Linked DNA regions of Mus musculus: all the other regions are linked to region 2. The links are chromatin contacts, called in public ChIA-PET and promoter capture Hi-C maps. All regions are on one chromosome and are shown on one strand. Each heading gives the region's core, a stretch centred on a gene start, on an enhancer-like site or on the middle of the called end of the contact. The rest is flanking DNA. Distances are from core to core; before and after follow the strand shown.

Region 1 (3,289 bases), core at 435-2,934, 400 kb after region 2:
AGGCTCGGGCTAAGAGGCATAGGGGCCTTCTGGTTCTGCAGCTCTTTTGTATCAGCTCCAGCGAGGCCGTCCCTGTCGGCCTTTATATGTCATACCATATACTTGCCTAAGTGTCACTGCCTTCCTCCAAGTTGTTTCTCCTTTATATCTACTTTCCACCTTCTATGTTTCGGTGGAAGTTGGCAAGTCGGCAAACATGTTAAAGGGCTGTCGCTTCACAGCACAAGAAATTGAACTCCGGTTTCATGTAGATAAATACTACTGCCATTAGCCATTTTATTTTGAAGACACGGGGTCTCTCTGTGTTGTCCAGGTTAGCCAGAAAGTCCTGGGCTTAACATGAACCAGAGTGACTGGGACTTGGTGGAGAGGGTCCCGCTTAGAGGACACTCCCAAGTCATCCTCTGTCTGGGAAAGGTAGAGATGGGACAGAAGCCTAAGAGATTATAATACATAGTTGCTTCTGCTCTCCAAGACTTTGTCTTTCTCTTTTGCTGAACTGTGGGTAGGGCAGTTAGAAGTGGGATTTAATGAAGTCTGTGGGGTGGGGGTGTGTGGGTAAGATCTGAATCAGCCCCTTTTGTAGGGTAGCATGCTTCTGGCTAGTATACTCATCCCAGCTCTAGGCTCAAGTGAATCCTCCCTGAACTTCAATGCAGACAACCTGAGAACACAAATACCAGCACCAGCCTTCAGTGAGATTCAGGTCATAAATTAGCTACAGATGTTCCCAAAGAGCCCGCATCTAAATGAGAGGAACCTGTTACAAAGGATTATGGCTAATCTGGTTTTTGAGACAAGGACTATAGACCAGAATGACCTCAAACTCAAGAGTCCTCCTGCCTGGACCTCCCAATTAAAAGCAGGCACCAACCATGGTCCAGTCAAAAAGTCTGGCACACCTCTAAAAAGTGCAGCCCAGGCCGGGTGGTGGTGGCGCACGCCTTTAATCTCAGCACTTGGGAGGCAGAGGCAGGTGGATTTCTGAGTTCGAGGCCAGCCTGGTCTATACAAAGTGAGCTCCAGGACAGCCCAGGCTACGCAGAGAAACCCTGTCTCGGGGAGAAAAAAAAAAAAAAAAGGGTGCAGCCCAGCCTCTTTTCTTCCTGCCTGTTTTTACAGTGCTGGGATTACAAATAGGTTGCCAGACTCTTAAATTCGTATCTGAGCAGGGCAGAACCTTGGGTGGTGGGTAATTTTTACTGCACAGAGACACAACTGCTCTGGCTTCCTTTGAGTTACTCCAACCTACCCAACCTGTGTCTTGGGATAGATCAAGTTAGTTAGGCCTTTGGCATCCCCTGGAGGGTGGCGTCCCCTGGTGTTTGCGCCCGGGACTACGGGGCAGGGTGGAAGTAGGGCACCAGGCAAGGGGTGAAAAGGCAAGACCCTCTCCCCTACACACCACACCCATGAGTACCCGAGTACGCGGAAGGAAAAGTCCCTGAGCGACAGCAACAGTCAAGATTCGACCATCCTCCCACAACCTCCCACCCGGGGCGAACTCAGCCAACGAAGCCGGGGCGGGGAGGGGCCGGGCCGGGGGCGGCCTGGCAGGAAGAAGCGCGTACCTTCCGCTGCAGGAGGAGCAGGTGGCTGCACTGCTGCCTGGGCCCCTGGCTTCCTGTGTACGCTCCTGCCGGCTGCTTTTTCCCGCCAGAGCTCATTGGGCCGTCCCGGCCCTATGGCACAGACCCCAGACGACATATCCTGTGAACTGCGAGGTAAGCCCTGGGAGCCCACCTGGCCATGAAGAGCCTGACTCCAAACCAGACCTCTCCTCTCGGCGCCTTAGGGAACTTGACCAGGGGTTTTTGTTCTGGAGGGAGGGCCAGTGCCTAAAAGTCCGCTTCATTTCTTCCTAGCTGATCCACACATGAATACCTGGGCACTCAGTCTAGCACAGACCTTGGGCACAGAGTGGCCCTAATAGAGGAGCCAAAGTCACCCAGTAGACTGTCTTTCCACAGGCGAGATCACCAGGTTCCTGTGGCCCAAGGAGGCGGAGCTGCTGTTGAAAACCTGGCTTCCCCAGGAGGGTGCCGAGCAAAGCCATATCCTGGTATGGTAGCCAGGAGTGAAGCTCAGGACAGTGGCCAGACCCTGCACAAAGAAACTTGATTTCCCTAGAGTATTAGTCTTTTGTCTCCCCCCAGGCACTGCTTCGATGGAGGGCATATTTGCTGCACACCTGCCTTCCCCTGAGGGTGAGTCCCAGGCCGGGCCAACACCCCTTCCCCTTCAGCAAGGGACTGCCTTGCGCAGCTGTCTTCTTTGCCCATGCTGGCTTTTACTTTCCAACAGCAGACAGGAGGGAAGTCTGGGCAGGTCTAGCTCAGGATGCCACAAAATCATGGGCTGTGGAGAGAGGACCTGGGTTCAATTCTCCCACCACCAGGTGGGCTCACAAGTGGTTGGAACTCTAGTTCGAAGGCACCCACCACCGTCTTCTGGCATCTTTGGGAACCAGGCACACAAGAGTGGTACAGAGACAAACATGCCAGCAAACACCCAATAGTACAATTTTTAAATTTTAAGAACAAGCTAGGAGGTGGTGGTGCACGCCTTTAGTCCTGGCACTAGGGAGACAGAGGCAGGCAGGCCTGGTCTACAGAGTGAGCTCCAGGACAGCCAGGTCTACACAGAGAAACCCTGTCTCAGGAAAGAGAAAGAAAGAAAGAAAGAAAGAAAGAAAGAAAGAAAGAAAGAAAGAAAGAAAGAACGAACTAGGCTCAAGAGAGTAGCAACAGTCAGTTGGAATGACTCTGATGCTTTCCAGGTGGACTGTACATTCAGCTACCTGGAGGTCCAGGCCATGGCACTACAGGAAACACCCCCTCGGGTAAGAAAGCTGGACCCCAACTTGAACATACACTCCGCTTGATCATTTATTCCTACACATATCACTCTGAATGGACAGCGCTTCCACCACACAGGGATCCAAAAGGCTCCTCCTTCCCCAGGTCACCTTTGAGCTGGAGTCCCTGCCTGAACTGGTCCTGGAGTTTCCCTGTGTGGCTGCCCTCGAACAGCTGGCTCAGCATGTAGCTGCTGCCATCAAAAAGGTCTTCCCTCGCTCAACCCTTGGGTGAGGCTTAGAAAATCCAAGGGGTGGGGCAGGGCCTCAGTGAAAGCTTTTCATCCTTCAAGGAGCTAGAAGTCCCTTTTGCCTCTTCTCCTTATCCCCTGCCTAGGAAGCTATTCCGGAAGCCCACACCCTCGTCTCTGCTGGCTCGACTGGAGAGAAGCCATCCCTTAGAGTCCACCATACCCAGCAGTCCGTGCGGTG
Region 2 (3,412 bases), core at 711-3,210:
TCACCATCTTCCTACTTCAACCTCTCTAGTCTTGGGTCAGGATTAAGCCAACATACCCAATCTTCAAGGTATCTTTACTATTTAACAGGTACTTTAAACGGAACATACCCATTGTATAAAAATGTGCGCACACACACACCCCAGAATAGCATGGGTCACTTGTCACTTTCTTAAAAATCTTCATAAATATCATATTAGAAGAGATGCCCTAGACATACACACACACACACACACACACACACACACACACACACACACACACACGAGAGAGAGAGAGAGAGAGAGAGAGAGAGAGAAAGTTGGTCTGGGAGGAGTTTGGGTGTGTGGATAAAAACATGATCAAACTACATGGAAGTGTTTTAATAAAAAAAAAATTAAAAACAGAAGAAAAGCTTGTCAGATGTAGTGGCACATGTCTGTAATCCCAGCACTTGAGGCTGAAACAAGAGAATTGTGAATTCCAGGCCAACCTGGGCTATGCAGCAATACCTGTCTTTAAAAGCTTTAAACAGAGAGGAAAAAAAAAAGGGAAAGAAGAATAAAAGAAAGTCAGCACTAGCAAATCTCTACAAAAGAGCAAACCTCCTCTCTCTCCTGGAACTAAGCTTTTTCTGTAGTTGTTGCTGTCTCTGAAGTCTACTGCAGCTAGCTCACTGTCTGCATGGCAGATCTGAAGGCTTTATCTGGGTTTTCCTTTCTATAATGTGCAACTGTGCTTCCAGAACCCAGAACAGTCCCTGATCCAGCACTGTAATCCACTGTGATCCATGGATGAACCTGAGTCCTTGTAAGAACTAAATCATGGAGCTGGAGAGACTTGCTGCTCTCCCTGAGAACCCAAATCCAGTTCCTAGTGTCCACGCAGGCTAACTCCAGCTGCAGGAGACCCAAGGCCCTCTTCTGGCCTCCACGGGCACATGCATATACCCATACCCAGAAATAATAAAAATAGACCTCTAAAGCAAAAATACTATAATCATTCCTTTCGCAAACTTAGATACCCTGTTTAGACTCCCCCCACCCCCACCCCGGCATCCTCCTCCTTCTCGGAGTCTTCCTCCACCTTACCTAGTGATCGGCTGCTTAAAAAATGACTTCTAGTCTCAGATCTCATTCACCCTCAAACTGTATACTTTTCTGGATGTCTACTGACCACTATATGGGCCAGTTCTTCCATTTTCCCTTCGTTCATTCCACCTACCTCCACGTAATTACCAGAATTCACCTGTTTCTTTCACGTCTCAGGTTCTTCTGCCAAGAATTCTTTTGCCAATGTGTCCCTGGAGCAACCTCTTAACCATTTTTTTCAGGGCCCGGTTTAGGCCTCACTTTCTCTGGGAAGCCTTCCCGATGTGTAAAGGGTCCCAGGGTCTTGATGGCTTCTTGACAGCCCTAGGCTGTCATGGCTGGAGGCTAGATCCATATTTCCCCACCGTGCCCTGAACTCCCCGAGGTCAGGAAGGGTCTGATTCACCCTCTCGTCCCACGCACTCACTAGTTGCAGAATGAATGAATTCAGGGTGAGGCTGGAGTCCCTGACTGCTGAAGGCGGGGTCTGGTGACAAATGAGAGGGTGTGGCCCACACCAATAAGAACCCCTGGAAAGAGATAACGTGGGAAAACAACCAATAGGAACCAAGAGCTCTGGGAGGGCGTGCCCTGAAGACAAATAAAGGGCGTGAGACAGGGTGAAGGGCGTGCCCAATGGAGGGCGGAGCTAGGAGACAATGGACTTGGGGGAATTCCCTGGTAAATCAAGAAGGGTGAAGTCTTAGTCATATTTAGTCTCGGTTTTTGGAGTGGGGTAGGGGTTCGGTCCGCGTGCCGCGCCCCCACCTGATCACGCCTCTTTTGCTGCCCGCAGTTCCTGCTCCTCAAAGCCGATCGCTGGCCGCCGAGACCATGGAAGCCCGCGCCAAAGACACGCGCACTCGGGCGCGCGCACGCTCACACGAAGACGCAAGGGCCACGTCCGTCTCCGCCGTAGGGGGCGTGCTTAAGCTCGCTGTGGGCGGAGCCAAACGTGCGAAGAGGGGCGGGATTCGCTGCCACCCTGCGCCCCTGGACCGCGTCTGGTCCTAGACTTCCCCCTCTTCAAACTTCCGCGCTTCTAAAGCGACTGGCGAGGGCGATGAAACCATTTACTGCTTGCCGGTAGTAGATACATAGGAAGTGAGTACTCCACGGGAGCCCAGGGTTCGGGGCACGCAGTCCACAAAGAGAGCAGATGTCTGCATAGGTGAGATGCTGCCAGAATACTAGGATTCAGCCAGGATTATAGATGTACCACTGTGCACGGACCCCTAATTGCACTGTTGCTTTCACCGGCGCGCCCCCAACACATAGATTCAGACGTGTCGTAGACGTGGCTTTATTACGCAAACAGATGGGTGTCAGGAGCAGGGACCTGAAGGGAGGCAGGAGGACAGGGAGGGCGTAGGCGTCGGTACCAGGCTGAAGAGCGCCCGGCGGCCAGTGGACGGTGAGGGCGGTGGACCCGCCTGCAGCGAACTGAGTGCTGCCTGACGATGCTCTCGGGACACGTCTCCGCGCAGGTCCAAGAGGGCAGAGACGTGATCCTCGCTGCAGGAATACCACCACGTGCGTCAGCCCAGCCCTCCCTCGTCCTCCTGGGCCGTTCCTCCCCTGTCCCCTTCCTCGCACCTCACGTCGGGAAATTGCTGCCTCAAGCCTGCCACCTCGAGGCCAAGCAGTGTGGGGTCGTGGAGGTTGAGCAGTTCCCTCAGCGCGAGCAGGACGGGCGCGCAGTGAGCGCTCTCTTCCAGGCCCTGAACACATGGGAACAGGGTTTCCAGCGGGCCCTCGGCTCCCACCCAACTACAGAGATCCTCGACTGTCTGCCCTCCCAATGAGCTCTCACCAAACCAAGGAAAAGCTCTTTGAGCTGGGCAGCATCCTGCCGAAGTCGCTCAGCCGCCTGGCTCCGCTCGTCCGTACCGCGGCACACTAGGCGGCCCTGCATCAGAGCCCTTAGGTATTGTAACACCACGGTTCGTTCCGCCTCTGCCAGCAGCAGCTGCAGGACAGTAATCAGTTTGAATATAGGGTCCCACCAGCACAACCCCTTCCCCAGCTTTCCTCTCCTCGCCCTACCTGAACACCAGGCTTCCGTACGCGCCAGAAGTCCTGGCAGAAGTGCGACGTCTGCTCACACACACCATCTAGCAACTCAGAACTCAATAGCCACCGGCGCGAGGGCAGAGCGGAGAACAGGGGCTAGGGAAAGCATAGCACAGACAGGGCTAGGGAAATGATCCGGATCCCGTAGAGGCCACCATAAATAGACCGTGTTTCTCCCTCACACTACCAATCTAGACTGGGATGGCGACCTCACCTGGAGCTCAACCTGCAGTACTTCCAAAACCAGGCGGCAGATCCTCCTTTGTACGTC
Region 3 (3,100 bases), core at 447-2,946, 360 kb before region 2:
TACTTGTGAAAGAAAGCATTTAATTGGGGGCTTCCTTACATTTCAGAGGATGAGTTCAGAACCATCATCCTGGTGGGCAGCATGGCAGCAGGCAGGCAGGAACGGAGCTGGAGCAGTAGCTGAGAGTTTACATTCTGATCCATAAGCAGAAAGCAGAGACTTGTCCTGGCATGGGTTTTTGAAACTTCAAATCCCACCCCCAGTGACAAACCTCCTTCAACAAGAGCACACCTCCTAATTCCTCCAAAACAGTCCATCAACTGGAAAGCAAACATTCAAATATATGAGTCTGTAAAGGCTATTCTCTTTCAAACCACTACACCAGTAGAGCTGAGAAAGTCTTGTATTAAGAGGAAGCACCAGGAAGCCCTGAAAACTTGAAGATGCTGATTCCTTGACCCTGAGAAAGAAGGAACTGAAGACGACCTCGTAGCCCTACAGCGCATCAGTTTCTTTGCTCAAGGAACTGAGAGGAGGGAGAGGAGCAGCCAGTGAGGGCTGGGACAGCAGACTGGTCAGGAGTGCATTGCAGCCACTACATTGAAACAATAGCCAGTGTTGGTAGGGAAAGGCTTGGCTGTATCATGCTTGCAGAGACAGAGAAGCCTTAAGGATGTAGCTCCGCCCGCAGTGCTAGGCCCATAAATTATCAGGATCTGGAAATACAGAGTGAAGGCAAATTCTCAGACTTCAGGCTTACTTTGATCCCTGTATCATGCCCTCTAGGAGATCCGTTGGGCATTGTGGGAGCTCCTAGTCCTGTACTCTTTGGTGTGTTCTGCCAGGGTTCTTTGTGATTATTACACACCTAGTGTAGACCTGTACCTTTGGCTTTATCATAGACTCTGAGAGCTCAGACACTGAGAGTTCAGTGTTAGACTAGCAGGACCTGAGTAAATGTTTGCTAAGTGAAGACCAGGAGATGGCACAATGTGCCAAGGAATTTTCAAAAGGCCAGAGACCTAAAATGGGTCCCCTATATCCACATGGTGGAATGATCTGACTGACGGAAGAGGCATTTCACATGTGTGGCATGGCATTCACACATGCATATAAACACATGCACAAGAAAGAAAGAAATAGAAAAAAATGGAAAGTGCTCCTTAAGTAGATAAAGAACTATGAAAGTTGATCTCAGCAGGAGCTGGCTAAAAGAGGAAACATATATTACAGAGGTGGTGTGAATAAGGAATGAGACTTGCGAAGTGCCACATTGTGGTGTTTCAGTGAAATAGCCAGGACACATGTGGAGGGGTCCATATAGACCCTAAGATCACTGTAATGGACATATTCTGAACACATTCTCTCCCTCCTTCCCTCTCTTCTCCCCCTCCCTCCCCCTCCCCTCTCTTATCTTGAATACATACCTACTTGAAGAAGCCCCCCAGGCTGTCTCTGTTACAGATTCCTGTTCTCTGAACTCCAGAACAACACTAACATCTGCCCAATGAGTACAAGGACAGTGATCATGGTTTGAATTGACTTAGGCTTGAATATAGGACTCCCTGTGTTACAGAAGGACTTCAGATGGCATGATATACCTTTCTAGGAGGCCAAAGAGCAGGAATAGAGATTGCTTTGGCTTCCTGCTGGCCTGCTCTTCTTTGGCAATACGAACTTTGCCCCGCCCTAGTGAATTTCCTGCCTACTTTATTTTAGGTCCAAATTCCTGCCTAGGCAAGACCCACATCTTTTATTTCCTGTCCATAGCACACAGATATCCTGGAGCAACACAGACTCAGATCTAAGAGCTGACTATGCCACTATACAAACTTCTTGGATGGCTGAATGCTGTGGCCTGTGGGGTCCTGCTTCTCGTTCTGCATGTGCAAGGTGAGAGTCATTCAGTGAGCAATGAGGAACAGGTCAGAGCTGCTCAGTTCCTCGGAGTCAGCAGGTTCGTTTGTGGGAGGGAAGTCACCAGGGAGGGAAAAGCTGGTAAAGATGGCAGATAAAAAGGGTGGAAAATGTGTGCCTCCCAATGCCTTCACCAAAGCCCACAGAGTGAACCCTGCTGCACATAGAGGGTCAGCAATACCTATGAACACCCCTTTCCAAAAACAATCATTCCAGTGGAAGAAGGGCTAAGAAGTGCTGCACCTGAAGGTTAGAGGAAAGAGAGCAAAGGTATCATTTCCTCTCTCCCTGTGTGACTGTGGCTGCTACAGACCTTTCGGTGATGATGAAAAGAATACATCCATGCTGTCAAGTGGCTCTGAGCATGTCTCCTCCTTAGAGACATGCCCTGCTACCATTCAAAAGGAGTATAAGTAATGTTCCTGGCTTGGGGGTTATGTAGAAGCTCCTACTCGCACATCCCACACCTGAGCCTACACACCCCAAATTCCCTTCCCCATGGGCACTTAGTGAAAATAAGGTGGGAATAAACCATGTAGTGGCAACTGCCTGGGCAAAACTAACCATGTTGGCATCTCCACCCACAGGTCAGGACTCAGCCAGCCCCATCAGGAACACACACACAGGCCAGGTGAGAGGCAGCCTTGTCCACGTGAAGGACACTGACATCGCTGTTCATACCTTCCTGGGAATCCCCTTTGCCAAGCCTCCTGTAGGACCACTGCGCTTTGCACCTCCTGAGGCCCCTGAGCCATGGAGTGGGGTGAGGGATGGGACCTCACATCCAAACATGTAAGTTTTGGACCTAGACAATTGCAGGCCGGGGGTAAAAGCATGCTTTAAGCTCTGGGAGCAAATGAAATGCTTCCTTCTTCTCAACCCCATAGAAGTTTTCTGTCTATGATGTGCAGTGCGTTGTGCATTTTTAGATACATAGCTAAGGCTTCTAATAGAAAAAACTTTGCCAGTCTCCTGGGTCAAAGATCAGTTCCTATACGTTATCTCTCAGTTTTGCAGTGAGAAACAGATATGAATGGTTCCTAGATTCAGAATATGCCAAGTGATCTCTGCCACCATAAATGAGGTCTATGGACAAAGGTCAGTATAAACACCTTAACCAGCAAGAGCCCAGAGTCAAGTATAATGTACTATAAGTCTCTCAGGAGGGCAGCAGTGATGTGTCCTTTCACAACTCCAGCCTCTACAGTTCCTCATACAACCAAAGGAGCCAAGTGCCATTGTC

Evidence for each region. Promoter capture Hi-C pulls out the DNA fragments that hold promoters and counts their contacts. ChIA-PET counts read pairs in DNA pulled down with a chosen protein or histone mark.
Region 1: an RNA polymerase II ChIA-PET map of memory CD8 T cells shows a contact between it and region 2, with 21 read pairs. The contact joins the promoter of Carmil2 here to the promoter of 4931428F04Rik in region 2. A contact is called at or near these places in 1 of 39 promoter capture datasets (embryonic stem cells), 1 of 115 datasets of contacts at active chromatin or transcription factors (memory CD8 T cells) and 1 of 9 other capture datasets (pancreatic islet).
Region 3: a contact with region 2 is called in a promoter capture Hi-C map of liver. The contact joins the promoter of Ces2e here to the promoter of 4931428F04Rik in region 2. A contact is called at or near these places in 2 of 39 promoter capture datasets (cranial neural crest and liver).

What each region holds. Positions count from the first base shown.
Region 1 is chr8:105,684,590-105,687,878 of GRCm38.p6, forward strand. Carmil2 (capping protein regulator and myosin 1 linker 2) reads left to right here and starts at 1,685. Exons shown (of 39, transcript NM_001357333.1): 1 at 1,685-1,724; 2 at 1,971-2,062; 3 at 2,157-2,207; 4 at 2,780-2,842; 5 at 2,964-3,088; 6 at 3,195-3,286. The coding sequence starts at 1,685. Gm33578 (a long non-coding RNA gene) reads right to left here and starts at 1,631. Exons shown (of 2, transcript XR_387987.3): 1 at 1,572-1,631.
Region 2 is chr8:105,287,568-105,290,979 of GRCm38.p6, forward strand. 4931428F04Rik (RIKEN cDNA 4931428F04 gene) reads right to left here and starts at 1,961. Exons shown (of 8, transcript NM_028888.2): 1 at 1,837-1,961; 2 at 1,202-1,598. It overlaps Exoc3l (exocyst complex component 3-like), which reads right to left. Exons shown (of 14, transcript NM_177788.5): 10 at 3,356-3,412; 11 at 3,115-3,237; 12 at 2,882-3,037; 13 at 2,665-2,789; 14 at 2,356-2,583. The coding sequence ends at 2,394.
Region 3 is chr8:104,924,564-104,927,663 of GRCm38.p6, forward strand. Ces2e (carboxylesterase 2E) reads left to right here and starts at 1,697. Exons shown (of 12, transcript NM_172759.3): 1 at 1,697-1,833; 2 at 2,445-2,649. The coding sequence starts at 1,758.